Linked DNA regions of Mus musculus: regions 1, 2, 3, 4, 5 and 7 are each linked to region 6. The links are chromatin contacts, called in public HiChIP or PLAC-seq, Micro-C and promoter capture Hi-C maps. All regions are on one chromosome and are shown on one strand. Each heading gives the region's core, a stretch centred on a gene start, on an enhancer-like site or on the middle of the called end of the contact. The rest is flanking DNA. Distances are from core to core; before and after follow the strand shown.

What was found. Promoter capture Hi-C pulls out the DNA fragments that hold promoters and counts their contacts. A called contact is a pair of places that touch in the nucleus more often than the background predicts. HiChIP or PLAC-seq counts read pairs in DNA pulled down with a chosen protein or histone mark.
Region 1: a Micro-C map of embryonic stem cells shows a contact between it and region 6, with 6 times the contacts expected there. The contact joins the promoter of Tmem65 here to the promoter of Sqle in region 6. A contact is called at or near these places in 4 of 39 promoter capture datasets (embryonic stem cells, liver, neutrophils and 1 more), 5 of 484 Hi-C or Micro-C datasets (B cells, embryonic stem cells, epidermal suprabasal cells and 2 more), 3 of 115 datasets of contacts at active chromatin or transcription factors (the SCID.adh cell line, large pre-B cells and memory CD8 T cells) and 2 of 9 other capture datasets (adipose tissue and liver).
Region 2: a promoter capture Hi-C map of pre-B cells shows a contact between it and region 6, with 2.9 times the contacts expected there. The contact joins the enhancer-like site here to the promoter of Sqle in region 6. A contact is called at or near these places in 6 of 39 promoter capture datasets (the C10 cell line, hematopoietic stem and progenitor cells, hippocampal neurons and 3 more), 1 of 484 Hi-C or Micro-C datasets (the N1E-115 cell line) and 8 of 115 datasets of contacts at active chromatin or transcription factors (the NIH/3T3 cell line, acute myeloid leukemia, bone marrow-derived macrophages and 5 more).
Region 3: a contact with region 6 is called in an H3K4me3 HiChIP or PLAC-seq map of the SCID.adh cell line, with 41 read pairs. The contact joins the promoter of Rnf139 here to the promoter of Sqle in region 6. A contact is called at or near these places in 22 of 39 promoter capture datasets (the 3T3-L1 cell line, the C10 cell line, the HPC-7 cell line and 12 more), 1 of 15 datasets of contacts at CTCF or cohesin (pro-B cells), 16 of 484 Hi-C or Micro-C datasets (the G1E-ER4 cell line, the HL-1 cell line, Th1 cells and 6 more), 36 of 115 datasets of contacts at active chromatin or transcription factors (the 230-238 cell line, the SCID.adh cell line, T-cell acute lymphoblastic leukemia and 23 more) and 4 of 9 other capture datasets (adipose tissue, embryonic stem cells, liver and 1 more).
Region 4: a contact with region 6 is called in an H3K4me3 HiChIP or PLAC-seq map of the SCID.adh cell line, with 15 read pairs. The contact joins the enhancer-like site here to the promoter of Sqle in region 6. A contact is called at or near these places in 11 of 39 promoter capture datasets (the C10 cell line, the HPC-7 cell line, cranial neural crest and 8 more), 1 of 15 datasets of contacts at CTCF or cohesin (large pre-B cells), 2 of 484 Hi-C or Micro-C datasets (bone marrow-derived macrophages and embryonic stem cells), 27 of 115 datasets of contacts at active chromatin or transcription factors (the 230-238 cell line, the SCID.adh cell line, bone marrow-derived macrophages and 19 more) and 4 of 9 other capture datasets (adipose tissue, embryonic stem cells, liver and 1 more).
Region 5: a FOXA1 HiChIP or PLAC-seq map of pancreatic cancer cells shows a contact between it and region 6. The contact joins the enhancer-like site here to the promoter of Sqle in region 6. A contact is called at or near these places in 2 of 39 promoter capture datasets (embryonic stem cells and liver), 1 of 15 datasets of contacts at CTCF or cohesin (the NIH/3T3 cell line), 2 of 484 Hi-C or Micro-C datasets (CD8 T cells and the N1E-115 cell line) and 4 of 115 datasets of contacts at active chromatin or transcription factors (embryonic stem cells, intestinal villus epithelium, pancreatic cancer cells and 1 more).
Region 7: an H3K4me3 HiChIP or PLAC-seq map of the SCID.adh cell line shows a contact between it and region 6, with 21 read pairs. The contact joins the promoter of Trmt12 here to the promoter of Sqle in region 6. A contact is called at or near these places in 5 of 39 promoter capture datasets (the C10 cell line, the HPC-7 cell line, cranial neural crest and 2 more), 4 of 484 Hi-C or Micro-C datasets (B cells, the HL-1 cell line, bone marrow-derived macrophages and 1 more), 15 of 115 datasets of contacts at active chromatin or transcription factors (the 230-238 cell line, the SCID.adh cell line, T-cell acute lymphoblastic leukemia and 9 more) and 2 of 9 other capture datasets (embryonic stem cells and liver).

Annotation. Positions count from the first base shown.
Region 1 is chr15:58,822,172-58,824,871 of GRCm38.p6, forward strand. Tmem65 (transmembrane protein 65) reads right to left here and starts at 1,256. Exons shown (of 7, transcript NM_175212.4): 1 at 672-1,256. The coding sequence starts at 957.
Region 2 is chr15:59,824,966-59,827,740 of GRCm38.p6, forward strand. Gm36819 (a long non-coding RNA gene) reads left to right here. Exons shown (of 3, transcript XR_384128.2): 2 at 2,157-2,226. Among named protein-coding and RNA genes, the nearest start is that of Gm36819, 2.9 kb to the left of the region's middle. Within about 2 kb of position 1,331, at least 42 of the 459 cell types and tissues checked have an H3K27ac peak or open chromatin away from gene starts, as enhancers often do. A contact at or near this core is called in the N1E-115 cell line, pre-B cells and pro-B cells, where this site is marked.
Region 3 is chr15:58,887,795-58,890,494 of GRCm38.p6, forward strand. Rnf139 (ring finger protein 139) reads left to right here and starts at 1,435. Exons shown (of 2, transcript NM_175226.4): 1 at 1,435-1,700. The coding sequence starts at 1,520. It also overlaps a transcript of Tatdn1 not described here.
Region 4 is chr15:58,913,326-58,916,025 of GRCm38.p6, forward strand. The region is part of intron 8 of Tatdn1 (TatD DNase domain containing 1); the gene reads right to left. Among named protein-coding and RNA genes, the nearest start is that of Gm36559, 19 kb to the right of the region's middle. Within about 2 kb of position 1,401, at least 50 of the 459 cell types and tissues checked have an H3K27ac peak or open chromatin away from gene starts, as enhancers often do. A contact at or near this core is called in the SCID.adh cell line, differentiating embryonic stem cells, kidney and 3 more, where this site is marked.
Region 5 is chr15:59,661,410-59,664,109 of GRCm38.p6, forward strand. No RefSeq gene overlaps it. Among named protein-coding and RNA genes, the nearest start is that of Trib1, 14 kb to the left of the region's middle. Within about 2 kb of position 1,267, at least 31 of the 459 cell types and tissues checked have an H3K27ac peak or open chromatin away from gene starts, as enhancers often do. A contact at or near this core is called in the NIH/3T3 cell line, intestinal villus epithelium, liver and 1 more, where this site is marked.
Region 6 is chr15:59,313,792-59,316,558 of GRCm38.p6, forward strand. Sqle (squalene epoxidase) reads left to right here and starts at 1,301. Exons shown (of 11, transcript NM_009270.3): 1 at 1,301-2,338. The coding sequence starts at 2,054.
Region 7 is chr15:58,871,216-58,874,022 of GRCm38.p6, forward strand. Trmt12 (tRNA methyltranferase 12) reads left to right here and starts at 1,434. Exons shown (of 1, transcript NM_026642.2): 1 at 1,434-2,807. The coding sequence starts at 1,540.

The DNA of each region.
Region 1 (2,700 bases), core at 6-2,505, 490 kb before region 6:
ACGTGTCTGTTTAAAAATAGCTTTCCTTTCATCCTTTCCCAATTATTTTTAAGTAGAAGTGTGCTTTTCATTTTCAAGTCACAGATTTCTTAGCCCCAACCACCCAAAAACTCACTTCATTCTTTCAAACTCCAAGGAAACAAACTCTGGAGTTCAATTTGAATCTCCAGACTTCCAGTACACACTCAGTTGCTGGCTCGATACAATCTTTCCTTGGGCCATTTCACAACCAAATGTGAGAAGCAATATAACAAACCAAGAGCATCTTGGGAGGGGACATCCACACACCTTCAAGAAAGTTTCCGGCTGCCTGCCCAGTTCCTGGCACTTTCTTAGACCAGGCAGGGCATGCCACCTGCATGGGTACACGGTCTCAGGAAGACACCAAAGGCTTAGGGAATGGAGGGCTGGAGAGAGGAGGCACAGGACAAACCAAAACACAACCCTGAGAGGCAGCTGACATTTCAGGATGAAGCTCCGAAATTCCACGGCCAGGGAGGCACCAGCCAAGCTCGGCCCTAACTACCTGGCACGATCCGCTCGTGTCCTGTCTTGGGGACACTCGGAAGGTGGAAAGTTTCCCCTTTCGGCCGTGCCAGGAGCGGGGCAGAGTGTGGGGAGGCGACAGGGGTCTGAGAAGTAGGTCTTCCCAGGCGGCCCCACCCGCTTACCTTGTGCGATGGCAATGGACTCGAAGCGGTGCAGCTCTTTGAGCAAGCAGCTCCTCTCCGTGGAGTGCAGGCTGTAGATGAAGTCGCGCGCGCCCTGCGCCGTGTTCAGCGCCTCCATGGGCTCCTTCTTGGGGTGTGTGCCCAGAAGCCGGGGACCGCCGGGAACCCCGAGCGCCAGCAGTCCCCGGCCGCAGCAGCACCAGGACGGCAGGCGGGGCGCGGCGGCAGGGCCGGGCCTCAGGCTGCGCGCCGTCCGGCTCCCCAGCAGCGGCAGCAGCCGGGACATGGCGCTGGAGCGCGACCCCCGCAGCGGTCCCAAGGGAAGACGGCTTCGGGGCGCAGCTGGACAGAGGCTCAGGAGCTGGGCTCAGCCCGGCCCCGCCCCGGGTCCTCCTGACGCGCGGCCCGGGCGCCCGACACCATGCACTCGGCGGGCCCGCGCGGCGACCGCCTCCCAGCCGTGCCCGCTCCGCTTCCCGCAGGCCGTGAGCCCGGGAAAACTTTCTGCGCCGCGGCCGGGCCGGGAGCTCGGAGCGGGCGGGCGGTGCGGGCGGGCGGGCGCCTCCCGGATGAGGAGCGGCGGCGCGGGCGAGCTCGGCGAGCGTGTCTGATCTTCCAGAGGGATGAGTCACCGCGCGCCGCCCTCCTCCGGCGCCGCCCTCCGCCGCCGACCGCTTTCCCACCCTCTGGCCTCACGCCGGCCTCACTCGGTAGGGCTGCTGCGCCCTCAAAGCAACCGCGCCGTGACAATCAGGCCCGAGCCGCAGCCGCCACCCCTAGCGGCGGAGCCCGGGATAGGAGGGCGGGGCGGCAGGGACTGGGCGGGGACTGGGCGGGGCCACGCAGGCGCATAGCCGCTTGGGAGGGAGCTCATCCTGGAGTCTCCACCCACTCCTTTGCGTGGCAAGGAAAGGAAGGGGTGCTTACCCCGTCAGACGGCATCCGCCTGTGTTAAATGCACGGCAGAGAGCAGCAAAATAGAGTTCAGGGCTGGATGCCCGGCGGGGTGGTGCAGCTCCCGCACTGCTCTCCGAAGCACCGTCCTAAATCTGGAGTTCGGACGGCCCTGGAGGAGCAGCCGGATGGATAAGAGCCTCGTGGGGTCACCGCACCCAGCCCAGGCCTGCGGGACATGAAGCACAAAGAGCCGCACCCTTCGCCAAGCCAGAGAGTGCCCACCGAGGCCAGACAGTGCGGCGCTGAAACGCCCTCTCTGGCAGCACCCTGGGGAAGGCGGCAGGGCCGGCTCAACCCGTCCCAAAAAGAGGAGGGTGTGAGGCTGAGACTTAAGATTTGGGGAGGAGAATACTCTTCCCTGACCCGACAGCTGTTTACTTGGAGATTGTCAACTCTGGAGCCAGGGCGAGAATGTCATAAACCTTTATCGAATGGTCTCTGGGGATTTATGTCCCTCTTTTGGTGCCACGCGGAGGAGAGACTCATCCCTCTTGCCCAGATCCTAGATATTTGCAAGGCCAGGGTCAAATGTCACCTCCTTCATGAAACGTTCCCTTCTTTGTAAGGAAGATCACTGCTTTATCTGAACCTATCTGAGGACACTTAGGCACCCTATCTTAGAAAAATAAATCTGCTTAGACGATAAATCTACTCAAGTGTAATCAAGATCCAAATCCCCTCCTTATCGTAACCACTGCTGCAGCTCAGAACCTTGCATGAAGTGAATGTGCTATAAGCACGTAAGACAGCACAGCCAGTCCCACAGCTGTGGTTTTGAACTTGCAAATGCAATGAACCTCAGACCAAAAGTACTTGGAAAAAAAAGATGTATCTGCAGACTTTCTCATTATTCCGTTAATGGAACAGTGTAACAACTATTTCCGTGCACCTACACTGTATTGGTTATTATAAGTAATCCAGAGATGATTTAAAGTATGTCGGAGAGTCCAATCAGCTGTACTTTTATAAACCCTTCAGTTAAAATTAATGTCCTCAAGAGTGAACGGGAGGGGGGACGGGGGGGGGGAGGCTAACTGGGGGGGGGGGGGAGACCCTCCCCTAGAGTGGGTGG
Region 2 (2,775 bases), core at 81-2,580, 510 kb after region 6:
TGTAGAGTGTATATTTTCAAAGTCTCTTATGTGCTACTGTTTGTATATGGTCCCCAGGTAGGTTCTTGAAGAACATCCTCAGCTATTCATGAACTTCAGCAGTGGTGTGAAATTTGGGCTAGCACACATCTATGCTCCTGGGGATGTAGAGCAAGGCTTCTCATTTTAGTTCATACTGTAAAAACACTTTTTCAACTCACTTTTTCAGTGAATGTGAGATAAATTTCATACAGCCTGAGACAGCGCTGTTGCCTGTGAAATCAGCGTGAACGCATCCAGTCTATTAAGTAAGATGCTGCTCACAAAAACACATAAAATAAGGATGCGTTTGGACGGTTGATGAAATGATACGAGCAGAAGCTATGAAAAGCCTAACCCTCTGTTTCCCCTCGGAGCAATGGTTTAATAACTAAAATATCCATGGCAGTTCTATGGAACAAAACTACCATGAGAAATAGTTGACGGCACTTGTACTTTTCAATGTGTGTCCTTGGATGCTCATAACTGCGTGGATATGTATATTGATGGGTCTTCTCTCTAAGCTGGCATGGAGTGTATAACAAGCATGCTTAGCTGGTTAACTCACACTTTCAAGAGATGAGTGAACCTCCCAGCACAGGGAATCGTGAGAAGCTTTCCTAGTTCTCATTAGTCACAGAGCAAGCCTCACTCTCAGTTCAGCCATCCCTCTGCTGCCTATGTTTGAGCAAATGCCCTGAACTTTTCCTTGGCTGATGCGGACACACTTGACTTTAAAACCCTCACAAACCCTGTTTAAATACAAGCTTACAACCTGCAGAGATGGATGCCACGCTGTGTCCCCTTGTGGCATCACAAGACTCACGAGAAACTTTAAATCAGAGAGGGTGGCTCCCCTCTGCCATATCTGTGATGCAGTTGACCATTTCTTGCATTTGATGGGTGAGTTTGGCTTTTGTGGTAGAGGTGGCGATGGTACACTGTTCAGTGGGTCTTCTTCGGGACCCCTTTGTGAGAACACCAGAACTGAGGTCCCGTAATGGCTCTGGGTGAGGACGTGAGGAAGTCTGGGGCTGAGCCTTGGCCTCTGCAGGCTGAGGCAAGAGGCAAGCTCTGCTCTTTGCATCTGTGTTCTGGTTAGCCTTCTCCCTGAGGTCATGCCAAGCCTCTCCAGTGCATTTCTGAGAAATGTACCAGGAGCCAGAAAGCCCCCTCAGAATTTCACTGGGTTAGGGAGGGAGAAATAACCTCTTAGGTTACCAGGGCGATGACCATACAGAGCCCAAGAGAGTGGCTTCTTTGACCTTGCTGGGGACAGGTGGTTCTGGAGGGGAGCATCTGGGTGTTCTCTGGCTTCTGTCGCTGAGGGCAGACTCCTAACAGGCCTTGGTTGGTCAGTGGAGCGAGAGGGAGCACTGAGGCTGAAGAAACCAGAGGTTGGCAGTCATCCCACATAAACACGCTCTGTCGCTATGAATTATTTCCACGGTCTGTGGACGCTGGGCAGAATCTTCGACAGGCTCATTAATAAGAACCCAGAGGGTCTTGCTCTGGTGGCCCAGATTCCTTGGGGTTGGGGGTGCATGGAAGAGTGGGTGGGACATTTCCTTTTCCTCAGAGTCCCTCCCTCCCCCCACAGATTAGAAATTTGGTGTGCTTTCCTTCCCCAGGAGCATTTTTAGAGCGCTGCAGTCTCCTTGGGAAGAGGCTCTTGAAGGCTGTGTTTCACACATGGTCTCAGTGTCCTGACAGAGCAGATCCGTTTCCCAAGCTTCTCCATGGATACCCTGTCTTCTGCCCCCGACCTCTGTATCACATGCCTTCTCTGTTTGAACTCTTTGTTAGCATCCTTGAAAAAAAAAAAGTCATGTGTCATGCTCTCTGCAGTTTCCACTCCCCAGGGAAGGCTTGGGGCTTATTCCTTGCGCTACCATGGCTCTGTGTAGTAACTTGTGACCTGCAACCTAGCCATTCCCCAAGAGAGCTTGCGTTTCTTCAAACGCAATGCAAGGATCATGGCAATTCATTCCTTAAAAGCTTTGTGTTGGGACAAATACAACCCCAGCCTCACGCAGGCCTGGGGCTGGTGAGTCACATGACAGAAGCCAGCTCTTTATGATTTTTAAAAATATACTGTGGTTCTCATTTTCACACCATTGAAACTACTTGTTGTCTAGGACCCACTCTCTTGAGACTGGCTCATTGGAGTAGAGGACCCTGTCCTTCTGTCTGGCTCTGCCATCCTGGGTAAGTCTCCTTCACAGACTCAGTTTCCCCATCTGCTGATGGTGGTACTCAGCTCTCTACAGAGATCAAGTGATCACAACCAAAGAACACTTGGGATGTGAATGTGAGGAATGGTGTACAATGGTCTTTTGCCTTAATTTTCTAGCGTTTGAGTCTTCTTTACCCTGGATGGCTCTGTGCATCCTTCTTAGCAGCAGGATCTCTGGCCTGAAGGCCAGCCAAGCCTCCAGGACCTCTCATCTGTTGAACACTGAGCAGGCAGCCATGTGCCCAGAGGTGCTCAGTATATGAAGAGTAAACTGCACGGTAAAAGCCATGCATTTACAGAGCATGGTCATGCCACAGAAGCTGGATATGGAAAGATGGCAGCTCTATATGCATATGTAAGGTCAAAGCCCACAAAAGGCCTAGCAAAGGGCAGGGTGATCGTAATGCAGCCGCTGCATTATTCATTCAGAAAGGCAACCGTTGCTCTCTGGCTTTGGGAGACGAGGGGGAGAGTAAACAGACATGGGTCCTTGAAGGGACACAGTTGAACAGCTTAGGGAC
Region 3 (2,700 bases), core at 185-2,684, 430 kb before region 6:
ACCTGTTAGCACCTTTGTGATCTTGCAATTCGTTTTATCTAAACCAGTCTCAACCTTGATAAAACAGGTAGAGCAAATGCCTATCGTAATAGCTGATATAGAGGCTTTGGTAAAAGAAAACCGGGGCCTACAGTGCCTCGTATACAGATGGAAGAGGGGAAAGTGAGCAAACAAAGCCCAAACCACAAAACTGGGTGGAGGTGCCATCTTCCTGCTCCAAACACCTTCCCCCAAAAGGGTTCTGTTAAAGTCTGATAATTTTATTTACAGACCTCCTCCCTGTGCGGGTGTGGGGTGGAGTGGGAAGGGAGGTCCAACTTCTAGAGTCCTGCTGTAAACTGGCTTGTGCGCTTTGAGCTAGGAGCCCAAGTCAACCAGGCTTCCTGGTTTGCGATTTTGTGTTCCTTAAACCAAAACAGCTAAGTCTACAGTTCAGCCTCTGACCTTACTCTCTTCCTTTGCTGGAGAAGGAACAGAGAAACAACAGCCAGGTCATACCAATTCCACTGATAGGCAAGAAAGAGCGGCGAAAGAATGCGCTCAACTCTGATTAAGGATTTATCCAGGACAAGGATAAATCAAAGACCTCAGAGAGTTCTGGGTTCTTGCTCGTAAGTCAGGCTCCGAAGCCATTAATAAAATGTGCATGACCGTCCACGGGGACAGGGAGGGAGATGTGTAAACAGATGCGAGTGTGTTTTTCTTGGCAACACCTAACAACTCAAGGCCAGTGCCAAGTCTGGCTGGGATCGCCCTGTGCAGCCTCGCAGGTTATTTCCCCTGCCATTCCTCAGGCCTGGCCTCTGGGTGGGGAGAGGCAGGTAGGCAGGGCGGCGTCCTCCAGCTTTTCATCTCCCAAGCAGGACGAGGCGAGTTCAAGGGACACTCACTGGGCTCTACTAGACATTTAACACTGTCGGTGCGCAGTAGCCCAGCATCCCACGCTCGGGGCACGCCAACACCGAGGGGCAGCCACTCACAGGCGCTCGGGCGCTGGGACGCGGCGGGCCGGCGACGCGAGCGCCACCCCGCGGCGAGGCGAGGCGAGGCTAGGCGAGCCGAAGCGGGCGGGGACCATGGCAACGCTCGAGGCTCGCCGGGCCCCGCGTGCTGACGCTGCGCGGCGCGCCGGATTGTGACGCAGGGCCGCGGCGCCGGCTCCGCGTTCTCGAGTGACCGCGGGCGCCGCCTCGGGGGCCTCGCAACGGCAGCAACGGCCGAGGCAGGCGGGGTCAAGATGGTGGCTCCGCTGGCGGGGGAGGCGCTGGAGGGAGGAGGAGCCAGACCCTAGCCGGCCGGAAACACCGACGCCCCGAGGCCTCCCGGCAGCCGCTGCCGCCGCCCCCTGCTCCACCGAGGGACGCGAGCGGGCGGCGGGGCGGGCCGGGCCGGGACACAGGACAGGAGGCGGCCGGGGGCGGAGCCACTTTCGTCGGCGCCCGCCCCGGCCGCGGCCCCGGGCCTCCCCCGCGCCGCCCTGCCTGGCCCGGCCCGCCCAGCCCCGGTGTGGCAGCGGCTCATGGCGGCGGTGGGGCCCCCGCAGCAGCAGGTGCGGATGGCCCAGCAGCAGGTCTGGGCGGCGCTCGAAGTGGCGCTCCGGGTGCCCTGCCTCTACATCATCGACGCCATCTTCAACTCCTACTACGATTCCAGCCAAAGCCGGTTCTGCATCGGGCTTCAGATCTTTCTCCGGCTCCTTGGTAAGGACGGCGTAGGGCTAGCCCGCTGGCCGAGGCGTGCCCTCTCCCAGGCCGACGGGAACGGCAGGGCACTGGTGGCACGCGGCTTGGGGAACCACGGTCTGGTTCCCCAGAGGGCCTTTTGGCGGGGGTGCGGGGACCCGTGGTACTCGTGCCAGCGTTGACAGCTGAGTGGTGCTGGCGGGTCTGTGCCCTGCTCGGTTGGCACCTGGATGGGCGAGGAGAAAGCACGGCTGTGTGAGCATGCGGCTGTCTGTCTGCTGTTTCTCTTGGGGAATGACTGCTGGCTTCCAGCGTCCTATGCGACAGCCCTGGAAAAACAGCTCTCCGGGTCTCGCCGTGTGTGACCTTGGACTTGAGCCAGAGCTTGAGCCCCCTGTCTACCCATTTCACAGTGCAGAATACGTTGTCACTTCTGTGTCTTGGAGTCCACCGGATCGTGAAGTACTTGAGGTAAATGGCCACTCAAGCCATGAATGTCAGTCCTTGAAACCATTTCCAAAAGTCACCGCGAGGAAGGTTATACTTACAACGAACCCCTAAACTCTTTCTATGAGTAAATAATAAGGTGTTGGATGTGACTATGAAAGCTTACCATCCCAGGGTGATGAGACATCTGTGGGAGACTAGAAAGATCAGTCTTCATTTCATATGGATTGAGTGCTAAAAGTATTTTATATTTCACTTTCTATTTCTCTCTGTGCTACATACCAGAAGTGAGAAACACATAAAGAGATCTTTTCCAGATAATTACAGCTTGGCAGGTTTTGTTGATGAGATCATTACGATGAGTTTTTAGGTGGGTTCTTGCTATTGAAAGGTTGGGGGTGCGGGTACCTGGTAGTGAGGTCCTGACCAAGACCTTGAGAAGTGCGAGCGCCTCTGCTGCCTTATTCTCCCAGAAAAGGAGCGTCAATAAAGAAGCAGTTTTGTTCTTGGCAGTAACTCTTCTACATTTGTCTGCTAGAAAGCATTCTCACAGGTTTTACCTAATCCGTCG
Region 4 (2,700 bases), core at 151-2,650, 400 kb before region 6:
GTGCAGGAATAGAAACCCTGACTAAGACAGATATATACATACAGTTTTATTATACTAGCATCGGTCTGCTGGGATATATACATACAGTTTTATTATACTAGCATCGGTCTGCTGGGATATATATATACAATTTTATTATAATAGCATCGGTCTGCTGGGATATATACATACAATTTTATTATACTAGCATCGGTCTGCTGGGATATATATATACAGTTTTATTATAATAGCACTGGTCTGCTTTCTAAGCAAAACCAGATTTATATATATATATATATATACACACACACACACATATATACATATATATATATATATATATATATATACATACATACATGTATATGTACATGTGTGTATGTGTGTGTTGTTTCACAGGTCTTTAATGTAGTAGCACCTACAATGTTTTTCTTTCAAGCCAGACTTGAAAATCACAATCTGTCATTATTTCTGGTGACACAAAGCAAGAAGTTATCTGCTCTGCAGCTAGGTGTATCTCTACATCACCTTCCCTGCAGAGTTCTGAAAATCCCACTGCACTTCTCTTTTAGAGGACACCTTTTCTTTTAGAAATGATTAATCAGCTAGAGTGGTGAGAACATTGCTTTTAAACTGCCAGCTGCGGCCTTGAGGGATGACTCAGCAGTTAAGAGTGCTTGCTGCTTTTGCAGAGGAGTTCAGTTCCCAGCACCCACACTGAGCACCTCCAGGCAATTGGACGCCTGCTTCTGGCCTTAGTGTGTGAAAGGGGGGGGTGGGGAGGGCAGAGACAGGGAGACAGAGATGGTGGGGAGAACTTATATACAAGAAACAATAAAAGTAAAAGAAATTTTAAAAAAAGCAATTGTCACACCATTCACATCAGTTAAACAGGCAGAAAGGACTGAGACCGTATTTTCTCCTGCTCTAGGTAATGTGTGTAATCAAAACCAGTAACTAACAGTAGGGCTTATTTAGCAATGAATTCACATCACTGTCCATGGATAACTATGTTATACAGCTGCTAGCAAGATTTGTAACACCAAGCAGAAGAATTCCTTGGAAAATACACATGGGTCAGCAACTGGCAGGGTGACCCACTAGGTAAAGGTGCTAAGCCCTTAACATTTCCAGTGAACAACAACAATGAAAAATCCCTTCACTAATATGAAGGTAATTTAAAGTGTGATCTCTTATAAACTAATTCAGAGAACTATATATAGTACTTTATTTAGCAACTTATTAAAGCCAAATATTTTGGTTGCTTTTGCTGTTCCTGGTATTAACTTTTTGAAATGATAGACTCATCCAAGTAAAGACTTACTTAGAAATAAAGAGGAGTGAGCAGTGGAGTCCAGAATGACAACCCATGCCGTCAGTAATGCCCAGGACGTTAGCTAAAACCCATGCTGTCAGTAATGCCCAGGTCATTAATTAAAGCCTTTCTCAATTCCTAAGTATAGCTGCTAAAGGGAAAATTACAGTCAGTAAACTCCAGAGGAGATGTGCACAGTAGCATGAACATGACAGCAGTACAGAGCACAGCCCTATCACTAGTGGGATGTAGCACCAAGCAGAGCTAAGCGTAAAAAACAGACGGCAACAGTCAGCGAGATGATTGACTGGGTGAAGATGCTAAGCCTGGTCAGTCCCGTGACCAACTCTGCAGTTATTCTGACCTCCACACGAATACCATGGCACATATGTGTACATGTACACACACACACTAAACATATTAAAAACACACATGTATTCCACAACATTCCAAAAAGGAATATATGTCATAAAGTATCCAAGCAAAGAAATGTATTACAGCAAAAATTTAGGGTTAGATTAACGTTCTTCCACTGATACATGGAACTGTGACCTAAATAACAATCTTTACTCCCAAAGGATGGTCACTGAACCTCTCCTGAAATTGTATATGAAATTTTGTGTACGTGAGCATTTTTAAAACACAGATTATCTACTCAAGTTCATGATCCAACTGACTAGAAGTCACTACCATGGCTGTCACAGTGCAGTGAGAGTAGAGAATATATATTGGAAATGTCTCAGGAGGAAGGACTAAAAGGACCACACAAGAAACATTTAAGAGGAAAATATATCACGGAAGATGAGCCATCATTAGAGGGAAGAGAACGACTACCAGCTAGCAAATTAGGAAAGGAAACTTGGTCTGGCAGTGGTGGCACACACCTTTAATCCCAGCAATTGGGAGGCAGAGGTAGGCGGATTTCTGAGTTTGAAGCCAGCCTGGTCTACAGAGTGAGTTCCCAGGACAGCCAGGGCTATACAGAGAAACCCTGACTCAAAACAAACAAACAAACAAACAAACGGGCTGCACAGAGAGAGAAACTCTGTCTCAAAAAAACAAATAAAACAAAAAAAAGGAAAGAAAAGAGAGAGAGAAAGAGAAAGAAAGAAAGAAAGAAAGAAAGGGAGAAAGAAAGGAAAGAAAGAAAGAAAGAAAGAAAGAAAGAAAGAAAGAAAAGAAAAGAAAACCTGAAAGAAACAATGGAATAGTCTAAGACATCGTGAAAATCGATTTGATTAGAGAACAGCAAAGGCCAGCTCTCAGGCTTACTGCACAGTGGGAAAAGACGATTCACATTTGTTTCTCCTAAGTAGAATTCAGTACTCATTCTTGTACTTTAAGCAAAATAAATGTAACTAAAAGTATTACTTGTTTGTACACCATCATGCCCATAAATCTTAGAG
Region 5 (2,700 bases), core at 17-2,516, 350 kb after region 6:
CACACATGGGCACAAATAAATAATACAAAGCACTAGGAAGATGGCTCAGTGGGTTAGAGTGCTTGGTATACAAGCAGGGTTTGACTCCACAGCCCAAACAAACAAACAAACAAACAAACAAACAAACGAGCATAGTGTGCTTTCCCTAACCCCAGCACTGGGGGTGGAGACAAGCAGATCCTGGGCGCTCTATGGCAAGCCAGTATAGCCAAAATGGTAAGCTTTGCGTTTAGTAAGAGACCCTGTCTCAAGACAATAAGGCCAAGAGCATCTTCCTCTGCATGATTGTGCATGGATATATGTACTTGCTTGCTTACATGCATGAACACCCTTTGAACACATGAAAAAGAGAAATAAAATAAAGAGGAGGAGGTGGTGATGGAAGAGAAGGTGGAGGAGAAGGAGGAGAAAACAGGAGCATCAGAAGAAACAATCAATCCTTGCTTGCCTGTGTATTTGTAGCTGCTTATAGATTGTATCAGTTTGTCTCCTCAAGGAGCCAGATGGAGGAAATGTGGTGCTGAGACCCAAGACTGAAAAGAGGCTAGAGCAGAGGTTCTCAACCTGTGGGTCGTGACCCCCTGGGGGAGGGTCGATGACTCACAGGGGTTGTCTAAGACCATGGGAAAACACAGAGATTTACATTATGAATCATAACAGTAACACCGTTGCAGTTATGAAGCAGCAATAAAAATGATTTTATGGTATGGGTTCACAGCAACGCTAGGCTCTGCAGTAAAGGGTGGCAGCATTAGGAAGGCGGAGAACCACTCAGCTAGAGTCTCACATGGTGAGATGTCAGGTCAGGCTTTCAGGTTTGAGAACTCTGCCCTTTTCTGCTTGGTTCTAACTTGCTAGACCAGCAAGACTACATCTTTTCATCTTTTTTTTTTTTGAGCAGCTGATTTTGTTGATGTTTTTCATACTGAGTTCCAGGACACCAGAGGTATACAGTGAGATCCTGTCTAGAAGGAAAATAAAAAATAAAAAAATATAAAAATTTAAAAAAAGGTTTAGTTTACACTTTTCTGGTTTTCAGCCAGGGGATACCAAGACCTGAGGCCCAGAAGTCATAGCCGAGTACAAGCCGCTTCTGGGCTCTCTTGAGGGGGCTAGTTGGTGGGTTGCCATTGGGTTGACCTTGTAGAATGGATCTAGAGACAGATGAGGTGGCACCTCCTTTTGCTTTGTCAGTCAGAGCCTTTCTGCTCCAGTACTTTGGTCTGACCTTTGGATTGGATTGGTGACTACAGCAATGACTCCTCGTGTCCTTTTCTAGTCACGGAGCTCCTGCCCTGGCCCAGTCCTGGGCTTGGTGGCCAGCCCCCTGTGCACACTCATTCTTGCTTCATTAGCTTGCTGGCCAAGGTTGGTGTGACCCAAGAGCAGACTTGCCTTAGCACCAAGAGGAAGGAGTCTGGCCTGGGTATGAGGGCTCAGAGGTCTTTCTCATCGTGACTCTGGCTTGAGGGCTTGCTGTGTTTCTAGGAAGTGATGGCATCACAGAGCACACTCCCAGTTTTAGGACTGAAGAAGGGAGACATATAACTAGAGAAGCCAGCCAAAGCTCAATTTGTGTGTGTGTGTGTGTGTGTGTATGCATGCGTGCATTTTCTCCTCTTTCCTCCCTCCCTCTCTTCCCCCTCTCCCTCCCTCCCTCTCTCCCTCCCTCCCTTCCTCCCTTCCCTCCTTCTTCCTCCCCCTCCTTTCTCCTTTTCTCTCCCTCCTTTCTTCCTTCCTTTCCCCTTCTTCCTTCCCTCCCTCCTCCTCCCCTCTGCCTTCCTCTCTTTTTCCCCCTCTCTCCTCCTTTTTCTTCTTTTCCCTCTCCCTATCCTTCTTTCTCTCTCCCCTCATTCCCACCCCCTCTTTCTCTCATAGTCTGACAGTGTAGCTCAGACCACTGTATCTGTTAGCATTCCTTATATAGTTCTGTCTGGTCTTGAATTCTCAGCATCCTCCTGGCTCAAACCATCAGACCTCTCTGAGTGGCTGTGGCATGGGTGGGGTACTTGACACCCTGACACTGGAAATGAAGAATGTATTTGGTCTTTTGGGTTAGGGAAAGAGTGTGAGTTTCCTGGATCTGTCTCTAGCTACCCCAGGACTTGGAGAAGTCATGCAAAGTATCTGTGCCACAAGTTTGACTGCCTCTCTGGCAGGGCAATGCCTGGGAGGCTATAGGATGGATTTTTGCAGTCCAAGTCTCTGAATGGCAGGCTCAAAATCCAGACAATCCCAAGCAAGGCTAGAAGACAAGCAGACTTGGACTTGAACCCCAGATACATGCTTATTTGTTTTGTGGACTTTAACAGGTTGCAATACTTCTCTGGACCGCCTTTTCCTCACTATAATATGGGTGTGTGGTGATGAGGAAGGCCACTGTCACACTCCCTCTTTCTTTCTTTCTGAGCTCGAAGCTTTGCCAGATCTGAAGTGCTGGTGCTCTTCATTAGCTTGAAAGGATGGCTGTGGTGGGGAGCAGAGCCCATTGGTCGCCATGACCCACAGGTCAGCCATGTAGTATCTCAGGCTTGTCTAACCACATGTAGTCATTAGCACCTTCCTGGTCTCAGAACACACCCCGCCTCTGGCAGAAGATGGAGACTGGGGTCCCCAGCTCTCAGCTTGTGTCTGACTCACAAGCAGACCAGGAAAGTGGGGTTCAGACTCATCATAACCTCAGGTTCTACTGAGGCAGAG
Region 6 (2,767 bases), core at 51-2,550:
CAATGGCTTCTATGAGAGGTCCACAGTTCAAGTCCTAGTGCTCGAATGGCTGCTTACAACTGTTACTGTAGTCCCATGGGATCCAGTGCCTTCTTCTAAAGTGCAGCCATACATGTAGACAAAATACATAAGTAAACAAATCGAAAGGAAGGAAGAAATGTGGAGCTAGATAGAGTTGGCTGTGCCTGCTGCAAAGGGTTGGTAGGATACAGTTCTGTGAGACTTACTTCTTTCATTATTAAAGGATAAACGGGTTAAACAACTGTACCTGTTTGAATGACTTAAAAAAAAATCGCAGAAACTAATAAAGATATCTGAGAAGTGTTTAGGGTGAGACCTAAACCATAGATAACTAAGAACTCAACGAAAGCTTGATAATTAAATGGTACTGTCGAGTCTGAAATTCGGTTACATGACAGTAGCTGTGGATAGTATAAAATGATGTTGTTAGTCTCATGAACGACGGCAGATAAACTGCTCGGTTACTTCTGTAACAGAAAGGTAATGCCATTCTTGCAAGACTGCTGTAAGGGTTGAATGAATGTTTGCAACGCTCTGGCATAGTGCTTAAAACATAAAATGATCTTATTAAACAGTTTTGGGATTGCTGTTGATTAGGACATTTTTTTTTTTTTTCCTTTCTCATTCTTTCTTTAACCCGAGAAGGATTTCACTGTGTATCTCTGACTGGTCTGGAACACGCTATGCAGATCAAGCTGGCCTCAAACTCACAGAGATCCTCTTGCATCCCGAGTTCTGGGATTAAAGGCGTGATCCATCTCCACCTACTGACTTCTCTCATTTTCTTTAGTCCTCGTCCACTAATTATGGCAGGTTCGCCGGCGTGTCACGTCCTCCTCGCCTTTCTAGCCCGTGATCATCCAGTCCGCCCGGATGACTCCTGTAGCTCTCTTGCGTTTGAGCCACCAGGAGCCACCAAGAGTTCCTCCAGAGCGAGCTCCACCCTCCGCAGGTGGGGCCTGAGGACCCCGCGGCGGCCAGGCCGAGCGGGCACCGCCCCATTCACCCACCGGCCCCGCGCCCACCCCACGCACCCGCCCCGCACCACGCAACATCGCCCTAGCGCCTCTGCGACTGGCGCCGCGCGGAGTGCGCCGCCCGCCATTGGACAAACGCTCTATAGCGCCATCTCAGCCTACCGCGCGGTGCGCGCTCTCATTGGTTCGGACGGCGTGGGAGGCGGGGTCCGCTCAAGGGGCGGTGCCGGGCCGGAGCCCCGCCTCCCGGTCCCTGGGCTGGGCCGAGCCCGCCGGGCGGCTGAAGCGCGTGGGGCCGGGTTGCGAGCGGGGCGCGCAGCGGTTACTCTGGTTACTGTCCGCGAGGGATGCTGGGGACCCGGCGGGCAGGAGCCTTCGCCTCGCTCTGAAGGACGCTCATCCGAGACAGCCATTCACTCTCGAGGAAGGCAAGTGTCGGTCGGACAGGTTCCCGGCCGTGACTTCGGGGCTTGCTTGAGGAGGAATCTCCAAGGGAGGGCTGAGCTGCCAGGCTGCCGCCGCGCTTCGGGACGCCGTGGCCATCTTTTGTTGGAGAAGGCTGCCGGGGCAGTGTTGCTAAGGGCAGCTTTCCCAGCACCCAGATCCTTCTACGCTCCCGACTCCTTCCTACCGAGCACCTGCTGCTGGTGACAAAAGACCGTTTACAGCCAGGCGAGCGGACATCGAAGTATACAGCCACATTCGCACCCCTCAGCCCAATAGAGAGGCCCGTGTCCATCAGTTGGCTGAATGAAGAAGTGTGTAATCAGGAGCCGTTGGGGTAGGCAGGCTTTAAATGCTGCCTTTTAAGATCTGGACAACTTAAGATACATTTGCACTCTCAATGATTTCAAAAATTGATCACATCTGACTCGTGATCCTGAAACTATTTATTGGAAGAAGTTCGACCGGTTGCCCCGAACCCCTTTGAGAACTACATTTTGGGGACATTTTAATCACTGAAGACCTTCCGAGGAAAAAAGACCCCCCCAAGAGACCCCCAAAACACAAAATCCTCAGCCTTGGCTGGTGCCACCAAAGAAGCCTTTTGAGCCATGTGGACTTTTCTTGGCATTGCTACCTTCACCTATTTTTATAAGAAATGCGGGGATGTCACCCTGGCCAACAAGGAGCTCCTGCTGTGCGTGCTGGTGTTCCTGTCGCTGGGCCTGGTGCTCTCCTACCGCTGTCGCCATCGACACGGGGGCCTCCTTGGCCGCCATCAGAGCGGCGCCCAGTTCGCTGCCTTCTCGGATATTCTCTCTGCTTTGCCTCTTATTGGCTTCTTCTGGGCCAAGTCACCTGAATCAGAAAAGAAAGAACAGCTGGAGTCCAAGAAGGTATGCCTGATGCCACAGTGGGCAAATGAATGGGATCGTATTTTAAACTTCAGATCGAGGTCACTGAAGTTTATGGTTTCTTTAAAAGTCACGAAAGTGGTGGCTTAGAAGCGTCAGTGTTCTCATTTGATTGCGTTTCTTAAAGTTCTGGACTGTGTTGTGGCTGTGCTCTTAGGGAAGATGAAAAGCATTTGTTGTGTGAACCTCAGGGATTGGGTGTTGATTTTGGTAGGAAATGTTAGAATTTCATTTGGGAGACAGACTCACTGTGGCTTTTAATTTAAAATCCCTGGGTAAGGATGATTTTTGTTCCTGACAAGGGAGAATTTGTGTGGCAGGTAAGGCTACTTATAAATGTGATGGCAGACAGTGGAAAGTGACAGCAATTTGAAAAGCAATAAAGATGCCTAACACTTTAAAGTTTTGGGC
Region 7 (2,807 bases), core at 184-2,683, 440 kb before region 6:
TAGATAACCCGAGTCCTCAAGCCTGGTGGGAAAAGGATGCTCTCAATGGGAAAGTGCTAGAAATAAGTCCCAGGTTGAAAAGGAAGAGACTACTATTCCAACCTAATTGTCTGGGCAAGGCAAACTTCACCTCTTGATCAAGAGGGTGTGCTTAGAAGAGAGAACACACAAACACAGGAAGTGCATTTGGCTTGTATTCTAACTCAGGTGGTAACTGGGTCTGTTCCCCAGTCTGGAGTCCAGCCTCACAGCCTTAATTAAGGGAACTGGCACACAGGAAATATTGAAAGCTGAAAGGGGTCAGGGTTAGAAGAAGAAAGAAGTCACTGCTACAGGATATCAAATTCCTGGAATACAGCAATGGACCTTTGTGTAAACAAAGGGATTACTGGGTAGGTGGAAAATTAAAACATTTGCATAAAAGTCTGACAATTGGGGAGAGATAAAAAAGATTTCAACTTCTGTCCTAAACAGAAGTTTTCCAGCATTTGATAGAAAAGTCTCACATTTGATTTTTCTTATAGGGCCCACGTAAATGTACTACGGCTATAGCTCATGAATATTCATTTCACTGTTTACATTTACAGACCTATAAGTCAATACGCTAAAGGATGAGAATGGCCTGGCAAGACGGCTGCACAAGTAAAGGAGCTTGCAACCAAGTCAGACAACCTGAGTTTCGTTTCTTCCTCAGAGCTCACATGGTGGAAAAAGAGGAGAGACACTGCAAGTTGTCTTCTGACCTTGACACCTGCACTATGGCGTGAGTACGCTGCCCCCTAAAAGATAAATGTGTTTTACAAAAGACAAGAGATTCAGCAATTATGAGATTTTGATGATTTTGCAAAAGACCTGGGTTTCGTTCTCTCTTTCTACCATGTGGGGTCTGGGAATCCTGGTTGTCAGGCTTGGTGGCAAATAACTCCCTTACCCTCTGGGCCATCTCTCATTAGAATAGCAATTCTCTCAAGGTGGTTCGGGTAATCAACATTTTCTAGACAAAGATTCCCATTTTTGAGAGTTGACATGTTTCCCTCCTTGGATAACAAGGCAGCCGTGATGAAAATCTTTGCAAGAAAAGGGAATAAGGAAGCTTTATAACATTTCATTTCCAACAATAAGGTGGCTGGTGCTAATTTATAAGCAACACTAGAGTTTTGGAATCCTTTCTGTAAATTCAATCCACTGCAAATTCACTTTTTAAAAAAATTACGAGCATCGCTAAAGAGAGTGTATAACGTTTCCGGAGGATATCGACTCATTTCATGAGTTTTAGTTCATAGAATTACTAAGTTTCCTAAGTACAGACTAACCATAACAAAAATGGCTGCCGCGGTTCCAGAAAGCAACCCACTGCACCCGAAATTCCATTCCCTGATCGCAGTAATACTTCGAGATCTGGCTTTGTTTATTGACGTCACTTCCGATGCGCCGTAGCGGAGCGAGTTTAGCTCTTCCGGTTGTAGTGGAAGATTTGCAGGGAGAGAGCAGCCGGAGAATCTCGCTGATGGACGGCGACGGGGTACAAACACTAGCGACATGGAGAGAGAGTGTGAGGAGTCTGTAGTTGTCGCAGTTGTGACTGAGCCCCGGTTCACGCAGAGATACCGAGACTACCTGGAGGAGCAGAAACTCTTGGACAGGCTGCACCGGGTGGCGAAGCTGCGGGATGGCGCGGTGGCTCTGCCGGTGCTGGCGGAAAGCCTTTCTGAGCAGCATCTGCAGGAGCTGAGGGATCGCGTGGCCCCAGGCAGCACTTGTGTGCTGACGCGGCTCCCGGATCCTCTTCCTTCCAAAAAGGCCCGGGTTCGTTCACCTGCTCAGATACTGTGTCTGGAGGTGAGGCGTTGGGTGGAGGACCGCGGAGTGACGTGGTCCGCTGAGTTGGAGGCAGATTTGCCCCGGTCTTGGCAACGGCATGGTGACCTAATGCTGCTTAGTGAAGACTGCTTCCAAGCCACGCTGTGGAAAGGTCTGGAGCCAGAACTCTGGGAGACTGTTGCCTCGGCCCTGGGAGTTCAACGTTTGGCAAAACGAGGGCGGGTGCTACCTGATGGGACTCGAACTCCGTCAGTGACTCTGCTGCTGGGTGACCATGGCTGGGTAGAGCATATGGATAATGGCATCCGGTATAAGTTTGATGTGACACAGTGCATGTTCTCCTTTGGAAACATCACCGAGAAACTTCGAGTGGCGTCTCTGTCCTGTGCTGGAGAGGTGCTGGTGGATCTCTACGCAGGGATTGGTTATTTTACATTGCCCTTCCTAGTTCATGCTGGCGCTGCCTTCGTACATGCCTGTGAATGGAATCCTCATGCTGTAGTTGCTTTAAGAAACAACTTGGAGATCAATGGAGTGGCAGACCGGTGCCAAATACATTTTGGGGACAACAGGAAACTGAAGCTCTCAGACATTGCAGATAGGGTGAACCTCGGGCTCATTCCCAGTTCTAAAGAAGGCTGGCCCGTTGCCTGCCAAGTGCTTCGGAAGGACGTTGGGGGTATTCTGCATATCCACCAAAATGTGGAGTCTTTCTCAGGAAAGACTCCACAGCCACCTGGAAGCAATAACGTGGAAAAAGAGCACTGGCCTCGTCCCCAGAAAATCACCACTGATACACAGGGAAATGGAACTACTGAGAATTTCAGGGGGGAAATATCATCGGCCAACAAACCAGAGTGGTGGAGATGGGCAGAATCTGCAGAAACTCAGATCGCCTCTCTTCTTCATCAAGTGCATGGGAAACCATGGAGGACACGAATCTTGCATGTCCACCCAGTGAAATCTTACGCCCCTCACGTGGATCA